2 separate regions of the Oryctolagus cuniculus genome follow, and region 2 is linked to region 1. The links are chromatin contacts, called in public Micro-C maps. All regions are on one chromosome and are shown on one strand. The core of a region is the stretch at or near the end of the contact, and the rest is flanking DNA. Distances in the headings are between cores, read along the strand shown. Region 1 has its middle 170 kb from the start of PDZRN3. Region 2 holds the start of PDZRN3 (PDZ domain containing ring finger 3).

Region 1 (3,465 bases), core at 595-3,094:
GGGCAGTTCAAGTTCTTGGATCTCTGCCGCCCCTGTGGGAGGCTTGGATTGAGCTCCTGACTTTAGGCTGCGGCTTGTACCAGCTTTAGACATTGTGAACATTTAGGACAGGAACCAGTGGAGAGGGGAACATTCTCTGCATTCTTTCTCTGTCTGTCTGTCTCTCTCTCTCTCTCTTTCTCTCTCTCTCTCTCTCACACACAAACACATATTTTCTCTTTTTCTCAAATAAATAAATTTTAAAAGCACATAGATACAGATATGGATGATAAAGATATCAACACATGAAAGTATTGCAAAAAGATTATGGAAAATTAAATTTTTGTTGATTTTACTGCCAAAAATGAAATCCTTACATAAATCATAACACACATTTCAGTGAATTTTTTGAAGACCTCTTGTATGCACAGATTTCAAAATTTTTTTGCACCCAAATAAATTTATATTTTAATTCCATTTCTATAAGCTTTTCTTTAAGATTTATTTATTTATTTATGGAGCCAGCATGATGGTGTAGCAGGTAAAGCCGCCACCTGCCATGCTGGCATCCCGTATGGGCACCGGTTCTAGTCCTGGCTGCTCCTCTTCTGATCCAGCTCTCTGCTATTGCCTGGCAAAGCAGTAGATGACCCAAGTCTTCGGGCCCCTGCACTCACATGGGAGACCCAGAAGAAGCTCCTGACTCCTGGCTTCAGATTGGCACAGCTCCAGCCATTGTGGCCATCTGGGGAAAGTGAACAAGTGGATGGAAGACCTCTCTCTCTCTCTCCCCCTCTCTCTCTGCCTCTGCCTCTCTGTAACTCTGCCTTTTCAAATAAATTATTTATTTGTAAGACAGAGTGACAGAGACAGATTTATCCTATTCTCTGGTTCATTCCTCCATATGGCTACACCAGCCAAGGCTACACCAGGCAAGAGCCAGGAGCCAGCAACTGCATCTGGGTTTCCCACATGGGTGGCTGGGGCCCAAGCACTTGAGCCATCACCCACTGCTTCCCCACATGCATTAGCAGGGAGCTGGATCAGAAGCAGAATAGCCAGAGCTTGAACTGACTCTCTGAAGTAGGATGCTAGCATTATAAGTGACGGCTCGACCCCCTGCACCACAACGCCGGATCCCCCGCAAGCTTTCTGAAGTTCCCTGGGAGACTGATGTCCTTTTAATAGGTGATAGTAACAAAAGCTGGTACCCAAATAGTAACTGGAGGAATATCCACATGTTCTCAAGATGGCTTGAGGAGGTGAGGCCATGAGGAGCGGGATCATGTACAAAAAAAAAAAAAAAAAAAAAATTAAGAAAACAAAATCTACCAGATGAGTGCAGAGAATCCAGACTGTTCTATATCGGGGAAGAATAAAGACTGAGGAGCAAAAGAGGCTTGATGGAAAGAGATGAAATTAAGGAGAAAGAACCAAGAAGGAGATTTTGAGCTTGTAGGGGTGGGGAACAGAACAAGGCTCCCGAAATCCTTTGGCCTGGCCAAAGCTCACAATTCAATAAAGCTATCACAGGCTCCTTTTTAAGTAGGTAATTTTGAATGGTGTGGGAATGTTGTTATGAATATCTAAAGGGCCCTTGGCAGAAAAAAGCTTCCCCATCCCTCAGCCTGGGTTAGCTCTTTTTTTCCCTGTGAGACGGAGCTCATGGCAACCCTTGTCTGTCTGAAGCCAGAGAGAGGCAGCAGAGCGATTCATTCCACTCGGGCATCTGTGTGGAAAATGAAACCAAGTCCCCCTGCACAGCACCTCTGGGGGCAGGGCTGCGTTCCTCACTCATACCTCAGACTGCAAGAGCCACCCACCAGCCACGTCACCCAGACCCCGGCCACCCGCGATGAGCGGGGAACGCCCCACTGCCAAGGTGAAAACCTCTCCGAGGCTGAGGCTCAAGGATCCTGAGCTTTGAACTCATCTCCAACTTTCTGTGGTTACAGTTCGCAGTGGGCTGGCAGCGTGTGACTTCCTGGTGCTGAGATAAAAGATTCAGAGAGAGCGGAAGGGGACTGACATCAACGGACTCTTGCAAAATACAACTTTGATGAGCAAAGCGCAAATGAATCCTAATGGTCCCCGTTACATTTCTGAAAATGGACACACTTCTGAAATGTTAGAAGGCGTGTGTGTGCGCGCACGCGCGCACGCACGAGGGCTGGTGGAAATGGGTGTGGGGTTTCTTGGCCTCCGGGCACTCGGGGAAGAGCTGGAGGCGCTGGCTGACTCCCACACAGCTGCAATGACCAGGGCCTTTCTCAGTGGGGGGAGAAGGAAGGAGGGGGAGAAAGCTCTGTTGTAATAGATGTTCCAAGAATCGTGGGTCTTTCATAAGAGGTGGCGGTGGGAGGGGGAGCCAGCTGAGCTCTTCATACGGTTTTATTTAAACTTGAATAGAGATAATCGGCTCTGCTGTTTATTTCCATACCAAGTGCTCAGGGGCCAGAATTCTGTCACATTCCTAGCCCAGATAATTTTAGCAGTCATCTTTCTGAAATAGAAAATGAACCAAAGACACTTCCTGGTGAAGTGTCCCCCGGAGGACGCAGATGATCCTGTCCTGTCCAAGACGAGCGAGCAAACATCCCCCTTCCTTCTCCAGGGTGGCCAATTATTCCTGTGACAACACCTCATACTTTCCGTGTGATGCCACTTGACAAAGGAAAAGCTGGCCAGGCTGCGGGCTCAGCCGTGGGAGACTCAACCTCCCTCTCTTTATCAACCCAAGGAGAACTTTCTGGGAGGGAGCTGGTACCCAGACTTGCTCCAGTGGTGATGGGGCAATCAGGCACTTTGCGAAAGGAGCGGGGAGGAGGAGTGGGCAGTGTGGACAGTTTGCTGTCATGCCCTAGCTTGCCAACTTGACTTCTTTCAACTTGAAAAATAGGACTCTCATCATGTCTCAATTTTGAAATGATGGGAGTTGTGCCCACCACCGGGAGTGTTGGGAGAATGGCAGGTGGGGCTTTGGTTGATAAGGTGTCACAGGAACTGATTAGCAGAGCCAGTGGGAGGCCTGGCTGCTCTCATTAAGGGATTTACTTTCAGTTTCCTTAAGAAAAAAACAGTGTCCCCAGGCTCCAGTGACTATGGTTTGTTTTCATTTTATTCAAATGGCAGAGAGACAGAGAGACACACACAGCTGATTCATTTCCCAAATGCCTGAAACAACCAAACCAAAGCCAGAATCTGGAACTCAATTTGGGTTTCCCATGTGGGCGTCAGGGACCCAAGTACTTGGGCCCTCACTGCTGCCTCCCATGGCACGCATTGGCAAGAAGGCAGAATCAGGAGCAAAACTAAGGCTGGAATCCAGGCCTTTAAGTATGCAGGTGGGCCCTCTACCTCCTGTGTTCACTGCTGTGGGAAACACCCTGCCCTAAGCCTCCCTTTTTTTTTTTTAATTTGGTAAGAATCCTAGCATGATAAGATCTACCCATTGACTAAATTTTAAGAGTACAGAACAGGCTTATT
Region 2 (3,465 bases), core at 444-2,943, 170 kb after region 1:
CAATGAAGCAGCTTAACAGCGCAGGTCATGGGGCTTACGCGGGAGAGAAGTAAAAGCAATTAGACAGAGTGCACGCTATAATCCCACTTTCCGGGGTCCAGAGTTTTGCTGAACACTGAGCTTGCGTCTTCCACCTTCGTTCAGAAACCAGCAGCAGATTCCAGATGAGAATTCCATAGCCTGAGTTTGTGCTCACCAACGCGGTCTGCAGTGTGTTTCTGGGATGCCTACCGCCTTGGAGGTTAAACAAAAAAAAAGCTCCCTTCAGCCGTGGGTGATGCTATGAACTTTCCACCTAGGTTCAAATCCCCAAAATACTCTTTCAACACGCACAAGTGTTGCTGAAGACTAACCAGTCAGGCTCCCTATACAGCTTGAAAAGCTACCCCAGAGTGGAAGAAGAAAGTCCAGACCCACCGTGGGCCAGGAATTTCCAGTCAAGCGGAAATTCACGGGCCAGCAACAGCAGCAGCGTTGCTTGGAAGTTCCTTCCATGTGCAGACTCTCCAAATTCTGCATCCAAATTCTGGCGCAACCACGTTTAGAATTTTGAAAACACTCATCTACAGGACCCTACAGGAAGATGGGGGGGGGGGGGACCTTCTCTCAGCCTGAGAAAACGAAGGATGACAAAGGGGACAGGGAAGAACCGACAGCGAGGACTGAAGGAACGCAGCTGAGGTTACAGGGATTCTCCAAATTCTAGATTTCAGCAGCGCTCACTGTAGGGCGGGGTGGGGGTGGGGGTGGGGGTGGGGGTGGGGGGCGGGCGTTTGCAAATGGAGCTCTCTCACCACGGAAGATTTTTAAGGAGACAGATTCAGTGGCGCCCAGCACAAGGCCTGCCACTCTGAACGCGGCACAGACGCCTGGGACATGTTGCATGAAGTGGCTGGAGCCAGCACGTCAGCCTCTCCCACCCCGACAGCGGACCGGCAGCCCAAGGCCCCGCAAATTCACTCCCCGCAGGTTCTCTCCGGTCCTGGAAACCTCCGCCAGCCCGGTCCCAGGGGCTGCAGAGACTCTGGCCGAAACTGAAGTTGCAGCAGGGACAACTGGCAGGCTCTGTAACTTTCCCTGGGATGAAATAAATAAATAAAGGCCGTAAATGCTGGGATAGCGGGCCTCTGGCTGTACTGCTTCCTCTGTAGAAAGCCACAGGCTAAGGGGAGGAGGTTGGGAGCCAAAAGCCTTGATCCGCTTGGGAAGGGGTCGATCCAGCGACGGCTGTGTGGGCACAGGAGGCCACAGCAGGGCCGAACTCAGGGAGGGCTTCACGGCTGGAGCAGGGACTCCTGTGCTGAAAATTCCGAGAGAGCGGAAGACGAGGCCCCTGGAGGGTACAAGCAGGCGTCCCGAGGGCGTCAGGCCTCCTCGCCAAGCCCCAGGGTCCCCACTCCCCCAACTCCCAAAGTGTCCTGGCCACCGGTCTCCTCTCCCGGGCCGGGTGCGGGCGGGAGGCCGCCTAGGCGGGATGTGCGTGCGCTCGCACTCGCGCAAATACGGCCGGAGGAGTCCTGTTCCTCGGGCATTTTCCGAGGAAGTCTGGAGCAATTAGGCTCAGTCCGGGGAGAGCGAGCAGGCGAGCGGGCGGGCGGCGCAGCCGGCGTGTCTGGGCCGCCTCGCAGGGAGGCAGGGAGGGAGGGGGCAGCCGTCCGCCCGCCCGGCGGCGACCCCCGGCCCGGCCACCACCATGGGCTTCGAGCTGGACCGCTTCGACGGCGACGTGGACCCGGACCTGAAGTGCGCCCTGTGCCATAAGGTCCTGGAGGACCCGCTGACCACGCCGTGCGGCCACGTCTTCTGCGCCGGCTGCGTGCTGCCCTGGGTGGTACAGGAAGGTAACTGCCCGGCGCGCTGCCGCGGCCGCCTGTCAGCCAAGGAGCTCAACCACGTCCTGCCCCTCAAGCGCCTCATTCTCAAGCTGGACATCAAGTGCGCGCACGCGGCGCGCGGCTGCGGCCGGGTGGTGCAGCTGCAGCGGCTGCCCGAGCACCTCCAGCACTGCGACTTCGCGCCCGCGCGCTGCCGCCACGCAGGCTGCGGCCAGGTGCTGCTGCGGCGCGACGTGGAGGCGCACATGCGCGACGCGTGCGACGCGCGGCCCGTGGGCCGCTGCCAGGAAGGCTGCGGGCTGCCCCTGACGCGGGGCGAGCAGCGCGCGGGCGGCCACTGCTGCGCGCGGGCCCTGAGGGCGCACAACGGCGCGTTGCAGGCCCGCCTGGGCGCGCTGCACAAGGCGCTCAAGAAGGAGGCGCTGCGCGCGGGCAAGCGCGAGAAGTCGCTGGTGGCGCAGCTGGCCGCGGCGCAGTTGGAGCTGCAGATGACCGCGCTGCGTTACCAGAAGAAGTTCACCGAGTACAGCGCGCGCCTCGACTCGCTCAGCCGCTGCGTGGCCGCGCCGCCCGGTGGCAAGGTAGGCGCCCCCTGCCCGGCCCGGCCCGCCCCCCTGCCTTTGGGTCCCGGGGTGCCAGGAGCTTCCCAGGAGCATCCTTGGCTCCGCGTCTCTTTCCGACGCTTGCCAACTGTGTCACTGAGGTCGCTGAGCCTGGGTGTGGGAAGGGTGGTCCCTAATGGCCGGACGCTCGGGGGGACGCAGAGTCACAACCAGACAGCCCGAGGCGCCCGTAGCCAAGTGTGGGGGAAGGAGGCAGCCCCAGAACCAGTGCTGTGTGCAGAGGCGCAGCTGGTTACCGAGAGGTCTTGGAGAAGCCGCCCACGCTCTTCCAAGCAGGGAACCACACAGCCCATGTAGACGTGACACAGAGGAGGAAATAGTGACAGGGCGAACCGGATCCGCGCATCCTCGGGGATTCCACAGCCGGGGTAGAGTCGTTAAGCGAAGAAGGATGCCAGAGATGGAGCGAGGTCTCTGGAGGGAGAGTTGCATCCAGACGTGGGCGCTGCTGCCAGCCAGCTGGCTGACCTTGAGCGCGCCGCTTAACCTCTCTCCAGTTGGAAACAGCCGTCCCTGGAGACGTGATGCGCGCGCGCACGCACACACACACACAGACACACAGCCAGCCACCCTCCGAGGTTGCCATCTGGGGATTGCAGAAAGAATCTGTCCCCTCCCCCAGCAAGTATAAAGTGATCTTGGGAGTCCTCTGGAGTTGGAGCTGCTTTTCCATCTTTTTTTTTTTTTTTTTTTTTTTTTTTTTTGCTAACCCAGCTGGGTGACCTTGTGGCTGGCCTCACCTCGGGGGCGCCTGAGCTTGAAAGGTTGTTGTCAGCCTGCAGGGAGAGCCTGGCACTGGGCCTAGGAGAGAGTAACCCCTCATCAATGCGACCTGCAAGTACTGTTAAGGTCTCCGTCTGTCTGAGCCAGCCCCTTGTCCTGGAAGTTGGTGTGACAGCCACGCCTAGTAAGCATCTGGCTCTGGGCTGTGGGCTCTGGGCTAAGCTCTCCTGTCCCTTCCTCTGAAGTCCACTTAATGGGATGGGACACTTCTCATGTTGTAAGTG

Evidence for each region. A called contact is a pair of places that touch in the nucleus more often than the background predicts.
Region 2: a contact with region 1 is called in a Micro-C map of ear pinna, with 5 times the contacts expected there. The contact joins the promoter of PDZRN3 here to the enhancer-like site in region 1. A contact is called at or near these places in 3 of 6 Hi-C or Micro-C datasets (ear pinna, psoas muscle and skin fibroblasts).

Annotation. Positions count from the first base shown.
Region 1 is chr10:75,471,412-75,474,876 of mOryCun1.1, forward strand. No RefSeq gene overlaps it. Among named protein-coding and RNA genes, the nearest start is that of PDZRN3, 170 kb to the right of the region's middle. Within about 2 kb of position 1,845, at least 2 of the 8 cell types and tissues checked have an H3K27ac peak or open chromatin away from gene starts, as enhancers often do. A contact at or near this core is called in ear pinna, where this site is marked.
Region 2 is chr10:75,639,685-75,643,149 of mOryCun1.1, forward strand. It overlaps PDZRN3 (PDZ domain containing ring finger 3), which reads left to right and starts at 1,694. Exons shown (of 10, transcript XM_051851467.2): 1 at 1,694-2,416. The coding sequence starts at 1,694. It overlaps LOC138844074 (a long non-coding RNA gene), which reads right to left. Exons shown (of 3, transcript XR_011379474.1): 2 at 1-3,465.